Regions from separate parts of the Rattus norvegicus genome. Here region 2 is linked to region 1. Evidence: chromatin contacts called from public Hi-C data. All regions are on one chromosome and are shown on one strand. Each heading gives the region's core, a stretch centred on a gene start, on an enhancer-like site or on the middle of the called end of the contact. The rest is flanking DNA. Distances are from core to core; before and after follow the strand shown. Region 1 has its middle 15 kb from the start of Rnf19a. Region 2 overlaps Ankrd46 (ankyrin repeat domain 46).

Region 1 (6,383 bases), core at 1,669-4,168:
TTTGGGCTGAACTTCTCCCACCTGTTCTTGTACAGAGCTGACCAGCCTAAGGCTATGGCTGTGTGTAGTCATGGGTTCACTCTGCCCACCGGAAACAGCCCAGCTCTCCCGCACTTCTTAGCAGCTTGGGCAGTGAGCTTACGGTCTGTCACCTGCAGAAGGAACAGCCTATGAGTAAGAAACACTCAATTCTACAGACTTGACAACACTTTAAAGAATCAGGCTCCATCTTGCCCTTTTATAAACCGAACATAGATGATGCTAACATCGAGTCTTTTAAAATGGGTCAAGTTGTGTTTACCTTGTTTTTGTAAAAAACAACAACAACAACAAAAAAAAACACAAAAAAACCTGCCATGATGTGCATAACAGTTTTTGAAATAATTTTCACCCAAAATGGCAATGACCGTTGTGATGACCCAGCAGATAAAGGCTCCTGCAGCCCAGCCCAGGGACCCACAAGGTGAAAGGAGAAAACTTCCATAAGTTGTCCTCTGATCTCCACCAGAGCACTGTGGTGAGAGCTCACATGCATGCACAACACACTTGCACTCATATACACATTTACATATACACACACACACAACAGTCGCACACACAATACTCACACACTTATATACACATTCACACACTCATATATATATACATACATACTCACACACTCATACACACACTCACTAATTTACACAGTCATATTTATGTATACATACACACACACTATACACAGAAGCACATTTATATACACATTCACTCACGCTCATACATGCACACTCACACTCATACACATACACACAGAAAACATAATAGAAAAGAACAAGATGAAAGTAGAAAATGACAAAAGTGAAAATACTGAAAGATGCGCTCTCTCTCTAGAGAGAGAGAGAGAGAGAGCACAGAGTCATACATGAAATAAAATGAACAAAAATGATCACCTCGTAGTACTGTCAACCACCTGCTTGTGAACCTCCTTCCATTGCTCCTTATCTGCATCGGTGGTGCCCAGTTCTGGGTTCAGATTCCTCAGGGAGACACTGGCAACATTCACGTCACTCCACACATGAGTCACCATGCTCCCCTAGGACCCATCCATGACAGCTCAGCGGGTGAACGCGCAGCCTTTCTCCCATCAGGTAACAGCGCCCAGCTGAGTCCAGATTGTGATCACTCCCGGTAACTCTGTTTTGGGGAAAGCCACATAGGTCGTAGGTCAAGATATCCAGCGGGTGAGACAATGAGCGGCTTGCAGTGCGTACTGCACTTCACAGTTGGGAACGACGGACTTGAAGATGTTCACGTCTCGCTGAACCGTTGAGCCGGCTCTCTCCCTCCAGCTGTCGGCCCCCGTGTGACAATGATCAGTTTGGAGTTTGCAGTCACACTGTAGTCTTTGCTGGAGACAGTTTCTGGTGTCCTAAGGAAGAGGCTGCCAGGCTGGAGATCCATCATCTCTCCCTTCTGCTCGTCTTCCATGACATCGACAAGGGCAAGCTGAGCTGCCAAGTCCTCCATTAAGACACTGATGGTCCTTGAGGGTTGCCATTTTGGACCAGGAACCAAAAGGGACCACAGGTGCACAATGGGGGTGGTATCAGGCGCCCGGTTGCAGAGTCCAGGTTCCAAGACAATGGCTCCAGTCAAAAGAGTTTTGAAGTAATATTAATTGAATTAATATTCTCTAGAATATTGTTCCTTTTTTTTTTTTGAAGAGAGTATCTGATGTAACCTAGACTGACCTCAGACTTACTATGTAGTCACAAATGACCTTTAACCTCTGTTCCCTTTGCTTCCTTCTTCTAAATTCTGGGATTGTAGGCATGTGCCAGTAATACCCAGCTTCCAGGGGCTATTCCTGAGAAGAAAAAGAAGAGCAAAGGCCAGCCCTATGTATGAAGAGCAGGGTGGGGAGGACACATACTTGTGTTCTTGGGTATGTACAGACTTGCTCTGGGCCGGGACATAAAACGCTGATTGTTATCATGTGCCAAGGATAAGGGTTGTTGGGTAGGAACTGAGGAACAGAGCAAGAGAGACCCTTTGGCCCCATTTGCTCTGTGTGGATTTAGACATCTATTCTCAATAAGATGTCTCAGAAGACGCTACAGTGGGCACACGTGACTAGGAGCTGAAGCAGTTAGAAACTTGGTGTTTCCTGAAGACTCGTGTTAAAGGGTTGCCCATGCTGAGTGCTGTAGGAACATGATAGAACTCTGAGGGAAATTTTGGGGTCTTTGGGTCATGTGAGAGTATCCCTTTGAAGGGGCAATAGTCTCTCTTCATTCTTGTTCCCTGGCCATAAGGGGAATGGTTTGTCCCCTCTAAAACATGTTGTCTTATCATAGGTTCAAAGCAATGAAAACCAGAATCAAAGAACCTCTTCTACAAGTTTTGTCTCCAGCATCTCATCCCAGTAACAGAATGTGCCCTGACCCAAGAATGATGATGGTCTTCTCCTCTTCTCCATGATGTGAATTCTTCCCAAGACAACGCCATCACTCGGGCTCGTGTCCCTCTGAGTCTCTAACAAGATGGCGGGAGCTGAGATGTGGGATCTGAGTGTTTAAGTAGTTTAGGAGGGGTTAGTGAGTGTGACTTACATGACTCCTGGGATCCAAATCCTAAGAGGAAAGAGATGGACACACTGCAGACAGGACAGGGGGGTGAGCAAGGCCAGCTCGAGCATTTAGGAGTGGGGCTAAGGCATTTAGGAGTGAAATGTTTCCTGAAAGCGTGTTGGGAGATGTGTCAGTCTTCAGAAGCAGACCCAGAAGGCCAGACTCTGGGCCCTGCAGTCACCTGTGCAGCAGCTCCACAGAAAGAGACCAGAGGGCTGTGGAAAGAAACTGTGCTGGAGAGGTGTGCAGGAGTCAAATCTCGACAGGCCAAGAAGCAAGGACTGGGTGAGTTTAAAACCGAAAGGACACATTGGCTTCAAGAGACAGAGATCTAAGTCAAGGTGAGCAGTGTTTACTGGGGTGGGCGGGGCATATCAGGATGGGTGGGGTTTATTGGGGGCATGTCGTCGGAATAGTCTTTCTCCATTCCCCATATCCTCCTTAATGGGCTGACTTCTTTTTCTTTCAACACTGGCTTCTATCTACTACAGCTTACCGAGAAAAAAAAAAGTCCCCAACTTTTCCCTAACAGTTATGGTACAGATCTTTGATCTTTGAACTAATTAATACTGGTCAGTTTGGGTCACTTCACTTTCCCGGAAATAATCAATGTATGAGGCACTTGTAAGCCAGGCAAATGGTACATGACCTTTCCTGGGTGTCATAAATCTAATCTAAGAACCAAAAGTGAGGGAGGAGAGAGGATGATGGTGGGTCTCAGGGGAAATCAAGGTCCTGTTTATTATTATTTTCTTTTACATTTGCTTAGTGTGTGTGTGTGTGTGTGTGTGTGTGTGTGTGTGTGTGTGTGTGTGTGTACATGCCTTGGCACTCTTGTGAAGTCAAAAGAGAACTTGGGAGAATCAGTCAGTTCTGTCCTTCTGTCATGTCTGTCCTGGGTATTAAACTCAGATTATTAGGCTTGGTACCAAGTGCTTTTACTTGCTGAACCATCTCACTGGCCCAAGACCAAAATACTAAACAGGTGAAAAGTGTTACCTTCTATTCTGAGAGCGAATGAAAGGGTCAGACGGTGATTATTCCCTTAGGAATAGAAAGGACCCATCATGGAGTTGCCAACCTTTAATCCCCAATCTAAGGAGGCAGGCTCTGTGGGTTGAGGCCAGCCTGGTCTACATAGTGAATTCCAGGACAGCTGGGATTACCTAGTGAGACCCCCATCTCAAACAAACAAACAAACAAACAAACAAACAAACAAACATCTTTAAAGGGAGAAAATGTCCAAATGGCAGAGAAGTTGGAGACATGGGACAAACAGTGGAAGGGACAGAAAGCGACACTGGACAGAAACATTCGACTTGGTAGGCCATCTGACCCAGGCACTGCCTCTGCTGTTCTACCTCCCCAGTGCCCCTACAAGGCCTACTCTCTTAGAATTCCTAACAAAGCCACTCTAACCTCCCTGGGACGCATTCAGCAGTGACTGCTTCTGGGTGTAGGAGTACTATGTCGTCATGCAGGTTTGATTCTTTAAATGGCTGCTTTTCATTAAGCTCAAGTCCAACTCTCAGCTTGCCCTCGGGATAACTATAAATCCATCTCTTTCATCACAAGATCCTTTGTGCAGCAACAGTTCATTTCAGCCCGGTCTTTTCTCCTTCAGTCAAGCACAACCAGTTCTTTGACCACATATCTGGTGACATAGTTCTTCTGTGACCTATTTATCTTTCTCAAGATTCATGCTCCCACCCCCACCACACCCCCACGTGTGGGTGGGGGTAGAGACTTTGGTGTATATGTGTCTGTACATGCACATGCAAAGGCCGGAGAAGGACATCCGGTGTCCTGCTCTACCACCCTTGACTTTAAGCCTTTGAGACAGAGTTTCTTACTGAGCCCACAGCTAGGCTACAGGGACCATCTTGTCTCTGCCACTGGGGTTACAGTCATGTGTGTCCTGAGGCTTTGAACTCATGCTAGGACAGCTTTCAGTCTATTCAGTCCTCCTCCTTGTTTTTTCTGTGTTGTTGTTGTTGTTTTTAGGGTGTGTGTGTGTGTGTGTGTGTGTGTAGGTCAGGGTCTCACTCTCTATTCAAAAGCTAGCCTGAGACTAACTATATAGCCCAAGCTGGACTCACCCTCAGGAGCTAAGGTTGCCTCCTACCTCAGCATCTAAGTGCTGAGATTACAGGCAGATGCCTCATTTTGTCTACCTTTAAAATCTGATAATAAAAGCCTGAGCTGCTGCTGCTGCTGCTGCTGTGGGACGGTCACTCAGTTTACCTGGACACTATGCTTCGCCAGCATGGTTTAAGGTTTCACGGCCTTTTTCTTTGATACCGTGTCATACTTCACTCATTTTTGAGCTCGGGAGCCACCAAATCGCAGATCTTTTTCCTTAGGAGGCCTTTTGTAACTATGCAAATTGTGTATTTCAAGCCAAATGGGACTTTCTACTTTTTCTTTCAAATCTCTTCTTGTTTCTTTTGGACTTCATCTAGTCACTTGCCAAAATACAACTTGAGAAGCAGGAAGTCTTTGCACCTTGCTGTAGACAGAAACCAGTCTAAAACTATGGTGGCTACTGCTTGCTAATGACTGACTGTGTGTGGTGGCCTCACTAGCCAGCTCTCTCTCTCTCTCTCTCTCTCTCTCTCTCTCTCTCTCTCTCTCTCTCTCACTCGCTCTCTGTCCCCATGTTTGTGTATGTGTACCTGAACTTTGACCTGCCATTTTAATTAGTCACCGTCAACCTCTGCTTTCATTTTTGGCTAGTGCCAGCTGTTCTGGACAGGCAAACACTTTGGTACCTTTGGCCTTTCTCCTGTGGACAGTAAAAGACAGCAGCTCTAGAGGGGTCTTGAAATGCTAATGTCTCTGTCCCTAAGCTCTCTCCCACCCACGGATCCAAGAGCACCAGCGTGAACCTGTCTCATGTAGATGCACATTAACATTATTAAAATTCGAGGCCCCTTGTACTTCATGATTTCCACTACTGATCTCTCCCTGACAGACTTGCTTTACTTAGTCCCCAGGGCTATCTCAGCACCAGTACCACCCTCCCACCCACTTGAGCCTGCTCCCACATGAAAAAATCCTAAGTGGAGCTAGAGAGGTGGTTCAGGGTGTGTGGTGCTCTTGCAGAGAGCCTGAGCTCAGTTCCCAGCACCCATGGCAGGGGTCTCATAGCTGCCTATGATGCCAACTCCAGATGACCTGACCTCTTCCGACCTCTGAGGGCACCTTCACTTTTGGACACATACCTACATACATGTATACACACATGCATATGATACATGTATATAATACAAATATAGACATGAATATGAAAAGAGACTCACCTGAGTGCTCAGATACACGTACCACCATACCCAGCAAGAACGTATTAGAGATGTAGGTCTTATCGGGAATAACAATTCTAAGTACTTTAAGGTTCTAGAAAAGTTCCAGTTATGATCCCAGATGAGACTATACAACTGTGATACTTGAAGGCAAAATAAAGCCTCTCTCTGCATCCAAGGGCAGTGGTAATGTGCCTGGGATAGCCCTTACACACACATCTCTCTTTTTTTTTTTTTTTTTTTTTTTTTTGGTTCTTTTTTTTCGGAGCTGGGGACTGAACCCAGGGCCTTGCACACACGCATCTCTTAACGAATGCCTTCCACAGTGGAAATGCCTCTCTTACCAAAGAGCCACGTGCTCTGGCTCTCACACTCCCACACACACCCCCACACCCCCAACGCACACCCCCAGGACACCCCGGACTCAGATCTCTCCCCTGCTGATAGTGCCTGCCTGTCTGCCCAGATG
Region 2 (7,288 bases), core at 165-2,664, 170 kb before region 1:
TATACACTCGGAGCCCAGTTGTGGGGACTGGCAAGGTCTTCATGTGTGATTGTTTCTTACCATCACCTCGCAGGGTGGGCAGCACAGGCGAGGTCAGTCAAGGTCTGTAGAGTGGTCTGCTCTGCCCGGATGGTTTGACAGGCAGAGCCGATAGGCCTGACCTAGGTTGAAGTGGCACAGAGTCTAGGGCTCTTGGCGTCTCAGCGTTGAAATACTCAGCGAGCTCAGTCGTCACTTGCCAGCTTTCCAGCTGTAGCAGAGTGCCCGGGCCTCTGTCCCACACACCATCTGGATCACCGAGGTCAGCCCTTCACAGCCCAGCTTGGGATGCCTTCTCGGCTGGGCCAGCTTCCTTCCTCTGATGGCTGTGGCTCCACACCCTCCCTGGTCCTGCTTTGTCACAAGCACTTCCTGTTGTCCTAAGGGAGCTCAAGGTTTCACTGTGAACTGGTGACACTCGTGAGTTTTCCAGACACTGACAGGTAGGCAAAGCAGCAGGGGCTCAGACATAGAGGCGGCCCTCTCCTTCCCCTCTGCAGGGTTCAGAATCCGTGTGCCCAGGGCAAGCAACAGCGCTTAACTCTGTCTCTGCAGAGTAATGGGAAATGTGTCTTCATCTTTCTATATCAGATTACTGTAAGCTTCTTCTGAAAGATGTCTGTCTGTCTGACTGTCTGTCTGTCTGACTGTGTGCATTTGTGTACACTGATGTCTGCATCTGTGCACGACTAGAGAGGCCAGAAGAGGTTTCCGGTGCCTGTCAACCACTCTCCACTCATTCTTTTGAGGCAGGGTTTCTCCTGAACCCAGGCCTGTGTTTTCTCCATTCTTCCCCTCCCTCAGAAGTGGGGTTACCGGACGTGAGGGGTGCCTGGCCTGCTATGTGGGTACAGGGGTTTAAGCTCTAGCTCTCAAGGCTGCACACAAGTGCTCCTAACTGTTGTGTTTATCCAGCCGCAGCCTTGTGCTCATGAATTTGTGTTTTCCTGCTTGCACTTCGATCCTGGCCATAGGTCTCTTTATCAGGAATACACTTGGACTTTATTCTGCCTGTCATAATTACTAATTAACTGAGTCATGCTTGGTAGCAATGTGAACTGCTTTCCTTTGCCCTCGTTGGCCTTTGTGTTACTTACAGCTCTGTGACACTGAAGTTTCTTGACGTAAATGATTAACACCCCTGCCACTCAGTTCCCCTTCCTACTCCTGCTCTCGGTGCCATAGTAGCCTAGATTAAATTCCACTTAAAAACAACATTATAAAAATACAAATAGGGAAGTGAATAAATCCCTTACAGAAAGACAAGAAAATACAGATCAAATAGTGGAATAGTCCTTAACTCTGAGGACAGCTGTACCAGACAGGTAGGCTGTCACTGCTGTTATTGAGGTTGTGGGGAAAGTAGACTCTTGAGGACAGCATGGAACAGGAGAGCCACTTTGGAAAACAGTCTGACAGCTTATCAAAAGGAATACAGAGTTAGAATGTGACCCCACAATTCCACGCCTAGGTACATATATCCACTGAGGAAAGAAGAAACATTGCCTGTTTATCCAAAGGAGTGTTACAGTGCTATAAAAACTAATCAAGTATTGGCAGATGCTTCAGCCAGAATAAATACTAAAAAATGCTGTATGGAAAAGCAGGCGTAAAAGGTCACACACGATTTATTCTGTTGGTATGAAATGCCCAGCAGGGAAGAAAGGAGATTGCGGGTCCCTAGGGTCTGAGAGGACAGTGAGGGTGACCGATGTGTGCAGAGTTTGAGGCAGCACTGATGACGGGCTGGGAATTAGATAGTAGACATAGTTGACACCTTTGAAAGTCCTCAGAACCACTAAGTTCCAGCCAGCAGGGCACATGGCTCTAATTCCAGCACTGGAAGGCAGAGGCAGGAGGATCTCTGTGAGTTCCAGGCCACCCAGGGCTATAGAGACATAAAAAGATGAACGTTTTAGCACAAATTAGCAAAAAACAAGTAGAGGACTAAGTAGGAGGTGGTCTTACAGCTTGATCTTGTCCACCTTCCAAGCAGTATGTTTGCCATGTATTTTCGTAGGGTTCTTTCTGTGAGACAGGTTAGCTAGTGTATGACTTAGTCAGTATTTCTCCATCTGCGTATTCATCCAAGTTCAGTCTTATTCTCTTAACAATATTTGTTCTATGTGTATGGATGTTTTTTGTCTGCATGTATGTGTGTGTATCACAGGTGTGCAGTTCCAACAGAGGCCAGAAGAGGGCATCAGATCCCCTGAACTGAAGTTACAGATACTTGTGAGCCTCTGAGTTGGTGCTAGGAATCAAGCCTGCGTCCTTTGAAACAGTGGCCAGTGCCCTTAGCCAGTGAGCCATCTCTCCAACCCTAACTGTATTATTGTTATGACAATTGGATGACAGAAACAGTGAAGCTGACATGTGTTTAAAGAAAAGACTAAGCCAGGTAGGGTGGCACATGCTTGAAATTTAGCACTGGGAGACAGAAGCAAGAGGTCGCCTCAAGTTTGAGGACAGCCTGGTCTACATAGTGAGTTTGAGGCTGTTCCAATAAGACCCTATCTCAAAATGAATCTATCTCTCTCTCTCTCTCTCTCTCTCTCTATATATATATATATATATATATATATATATATATATATACACACACACACACACACACACACACATATATACATATATACATACATATATATACATACACACACACACGCACACACACACACACACACACACACACACACACACACACCTACATACCCATACCTCACACCCTCCTCTCTACTAGGGTCGACTAGTCCCTGAATGGTAGGATGGATGCATTCCCTAGCCTCTGTTAGTCTGTGTTTATCAGCAGAGCTCAGTGGGCTCCTGGAGAAGGCTCACAGAATTCTCAGTCTACACAGGGATCTCTTAGTGTGAGAGGTGTCAGCTCAAGCAAATGAAATATCAAAAGTCTCTTTGTTTTAATTTGACTTCTCAACATTCTAATCTTATAGACCTTGCTGGAATTTTCTTAAATTTCCATACTGTTGTAGACTTACTGCAAGTGTCTTGTTGTATTAGTTCTTCATAAAGAAGGAATCTGGGTGTTGAGCACAAAGGGCCCATTAGGAAGTCAGCATCTGGAGACCAGTAACACATCTCCAATAATGTATGAGCATTGGTTAAGTGTCAAGAGTCAAATCAAATCATTGGATCAAAAACTGCCAGTCTGCATGAATGCGCCCATGCTCTCTGGGAGTCCGGGCTCTGAGGCGTTGCTGTGTGCTGGTTTTGTTCTGTGCCGCTGGTTGGGAGAGCAGGAAGGAAGGGATTGTGACGGTGGTGAGCTTTCGTGAGCAGTGGACAGCTCATATGTAGTACACTGTAGACTTTCAGTCTACCACAGGGCGGCCTTCACACCCCCAGGCAGAGCTCCTGTTTTCCCTGTGGTGTTTACACTGCTCATGATAGGGCCATGAACACTTGAGTCTGTTTATAGACTATTTATACTACCATTTTAAACATTGTAAATTTTAACATTTAACATTTTAAAATGTTCAAAATGAAAATTCATAATTTGAGACTTCGTGTTCATAAACATAACCAAAAAGGTAAATTAAAAAATTCACTTGAGTGTAGTGTGTGGATGTGAAGGTTGAAAGGGAATTTCTTAATTTATTATTTTTAGCTAGGATCACTCTTCTTGCAGAAGAAAAATGAACTCATTTCCTGTTGAGGTATAAGAGAGGTAAAATGAGCAGAAGAAATCTGGACATGGTCATACACACACACACACACACACACACACACACACACACACACACACACACACACACCTGTGTTCCCAATGCTCAGGAGACTGACGCAAGATTGAGAATTTGAGGCCAGCTTCAGCTACAAAATGAGTCCTAGGCCAGACTGAACTACATAGCAAGACCCTGTGAATGAGTGAATGAATGAATGAATGAATGAACGAACGAATGAATGAACGAATGAATGAACAAGCAGTAGGGAATGTGAGACCAGTTCCTGGTCAGCAGGATGACTCAGTGGGAAAAGCACTTGCCATGAAAGCCTGAATGGGAAGGAGAGAAATGAAGGTCAAAAGGCGCCCTCTGACCTTCACATGGCATCATGTGATCTGTGTGCACACGTGCAAATGCACGGGAGATAATTAAAGGATTTTTAACCCCAGTCTACATGTACTGTGGGCTGAGTAGTAAGCTTCCATTACTAGATTTTATTTAGAGAAATTTTAACTGGGCACATGACTGAACTACATTAAGAGAGAAGTTCCCTCTTCCAAATGTTTACATTTCATTTCATGTGTTTGAGCAGTTTCCCCTACATGTATGCCGTGTGTTGAGCGTGTCAGATCCCCTGGAACTGGAGTTCTGATGATTGTGTCCTGTGGGTGATGAGAGGTTAGCCAGGTCCTCTGCAGGAGCAGCCAGCACCCTCATCTGCCAAGCCATCGCCAGCCCCTCTGTTTGAATCTTGTAAATATAAAACAAAAACAACATTTTGGTCAGTGTGTTGATGGAGACAAGGTATTTGACCTATTTTAAGATCTCCACTTGGGGCACCTTTTTAACAATGTTTTTAACGCATTTTGACAAGTATTTGTGTGCAGCGTATTCTGATGGTGTCCACCCAGCTCAACCCTCCCACTTCCCCCAGACACATACTGAGACTTCCTGATAGGATTTTAATTTAATTTGCCTGCTGCATAGTAAGCCAGGGACCTAATTGGTATAGCTCACCAGTTTACGGTTTAAGGCCACCAATGTGTGGATTCCCAGGAGTGAGTAACCAGCACATGTCTGAGCGGTCTCTGTAGCAAGTTCTCCTGTGGAGGCTGGCCTTCCCTCGGCAGTCGCCTGTCTTTGCCTTAGGATGGAGTGTGTTTTCATGCTCCTTTCTTCTCTTTGCTCTTTCCACAGTGCCATGGAAAGCCATTCACTGCTCAACCCCAATCTCCAGCAAGGCGAAGGAGTCCTGTCCAGCTTCCGGACTACGTGGCAGGAATTTGTGGAGGACCTGGGTTTCTGGAGGGTCTTGCTCTTGATCTTGGTCATTGCTTTGCTTTCTCTGGGCATTGCCTACTACGTGAGTGGGGTGCTGCCCTTTGTGGATAACCAGCCTGGGCTGGTGCACTGAGGGCTCTCGGACGTAAGGCAAGGGGCAGCTGGTGTGGCTTTTCAGTTCTTAGACCATTTGTTAGCACAAGGCAGTGAGGCCTGTCCGTGTTTAGGACTTTTATTTACTGTGACGCTTACAGAAGAATGATGTCCCCTCTGAACTTCACCCTGTAGTTGGCTATACTGCGTCCTGATGCCACCCTCTGACGCAGCCGGGTCCAAGGAAGAATTCTCCAGGCTTGTGTGACCCAAGTGTGGTGGACACTGAAGGTAGAGGCTTGGGAGGCCTCAGAGCGGGGCCTGACCTTGATGGAGGAGCAGTGGCCATCTAGGATTCCATTCGCTAGTGGCTTTGTTTTTTTGTTGTTTTTTTTTTTTTTAATTTACTTTCCTGGCAAGAGGAGGGAGAGAAAACTTTCAACTTAAATTTTAATTTCTTTTACAATCTGTATGACAAATTAGAACTGTTAGAAACTTTGACTTTAAAAGTTCAGGTTACTCAGACAGTAGACAGGTTTAGGAAGTTTTTTCGTTAGCATGGATTGACTTGATCAATGTTTAGCGCCATGGAGCGATTTTGATTCATTCTAAACTGATTGCAGTGTCTGAGAATCAACTCTTTGAGGAGTTCAGCTCACTCTTCAGTCCCTCCCATTGTTACTTTTGAGATGTCCCATTCAGAAAAACACCAGGAAACCCTTTGTAGTGAATAGTTGTTAGAGAAAGAGTGCTCTCCTTCATTATCACCAAACTCGGGAGTGCCGACAAGCCAGCTGTGTCATGGGCACACCACAGTTAACCCTGGGTCTGAACCCGTCTAAGTCAGCAGGAGCCCAGCCGTTGGGGTAGGGGGTGTATTTCTGAGTAAAGAGCCCTGAACAGTACCGTGCTGCTGCTACGGTGTCTTCCCGTGTCCAGGTGCATTATATGAATAGAACGCAGCTTCCCTGCAGTGTCTGAAAGCCCTCTTTGGTCCTGTGGTATAGAAATCACGTAATTTTTGTTTGTGTTTGTTTTTATATTACAGAGCATGGAGGCTTAATAATTGAGTAAAATCTGAAACTTGCAGTGAAGAGCTAACAGTTCTCTTTTCTATAGCAAAGGTACCCCTAGCTGACTGTCCTTCTACAAGCCTCTCGCTCACTGACATTTTCTCCTCTGCTTCCAGATACCCAGTACTGACACTCTTTTCTTTCATGCGGCTTTACCCTGTCTGAAGGAACTGTTTACAGCTCCTTACTGGCTGCTTCAGAATCCGCCTGCAGTGTCTTGCTTTTAACTAATCATGTTTGGTGAATGCAAGGGGGAAACAGTCTTTTGCTTTTGCACGGAGAACACTAGAATTCAAGTTCAAAGTGTGTTCAGAATGAGTGCTGTGGAATTCGCTTCCCCTCTGTAAATCAGACTGTGTGATGTAATACTCTGCCTCTAAGATCCTTGCTTCCTGCCCAGCCCTGGTTTCTGTGCATCATGTGCTCAACATTGTTCATTTAACTGCTTCCAATAAATGCATTTATAAATCTTTCATCATTGGCCCTTTCCTTGGTGTCGGATTTCAGGAGTGTGTAATGGACTGCAGTTAGCTATTTTAAAAGCCAAGCGTTTTAGCTGATGCAGATAGAGGCTCTCATCTTTGTTTGGCTTACAAAAGCTACAGAACTAATCAGTGTACATTGCATATGGACTGAAGTGTGGTGACTGTCATGATTCAGCACCTCCCAGAGAGGTCACTTATCACGCCTCATCTCATTCTGCTTGTCACTTTGAGTGCCACCTGTTTCCTTCCCAGAAGATGAGAAGCCTGCTGCAGAGGTCCATAGGCCGTCTAGGCCAAGGTCCACTGCCGGGCTGTGAGAACACAAGGTCCCACTGCTGGGCTGTGACAGAGACACAAGGTCACACTGCTAGGCTGGGACAGAGACACAAGGTCACACTGCTGGGCTGGGACAGAGACACAAGGTCACACTGCTGGGCTGGGACAGAGACACAAGCTCACACTGCTGGGCTGGGACAGAGACACAAGCTCACACTGCTGGGCTGGGACAAGGCAGTCCTCAGGTTGTCTGTTCTCCTCTCTCCCTGCCTCTGGGATGCATCTGGCCACAGTACCCTGTTTATTGAGAGCCTGGAGTGCTGCCTTCTCAGCGGGATACTCGGCATCCCTCTCC

Evidence for each region. A called contact is a pair of places that touch in the nucleus more often than the background predicts.
Region 2: a Hi-C map of liver shows a contact between it and region 1, with 2.6 times the contacts expected there. The contact joins two enhancer-like sites. A contact is called at or near these places in 4 of 12 Hi-C or Micro-C datasets (kidney, liver, prefrontal cortex and 1 more) and 1 of 1 datasets of contacts at active chromatin or transcription factors (oligodendrocytes).

What each region holds. Positions count from the first base shown.
Region 1 is chr7:69,362,491-69,368,873 of GRCr8, reverse strand. It overlaps the pseudogene Ldha-ps28. Among named protein-coding and RNA genes, the nearest start is that of Rnf19a, 15 kb to the right of the region's middle. Within about 2 kb of position 2,918, at least 2 of the 93 cell types and tissues checked have an H3K27ac peak or open chromatin away from gene starts, as enhancers often do. A contact at or near this core is called in liver, where this site is marked.
Region 2 is chr7:69,531,662-69,538,949 of GRCr8, reverse strand. It overlaps Ankrd46 (ankyrin repeat domain 46), which reads left to right. Exons shown (of 5, transcript NM_001013948.2): 5 at 4,923-6,642. The coding sequence ends at 5,139. LOC134479895 (a long non-coding RNA gene) reads right to left here. Exons shown (of 2, transcript XR_010053756.1): 2 at 5,963-7,288. Among named protein-coding and RNA genes, the nearest start is that of Ankrd46, 18 kb to the left of the region's middle. Within about 2 kb of position 1,414, at least 5 of the 93 cell types and tissues checked have an H3K27ac peak or open chromatin away from gene starts, as enhancers often do. A contact at or near this core is called in liver, where this site is marked.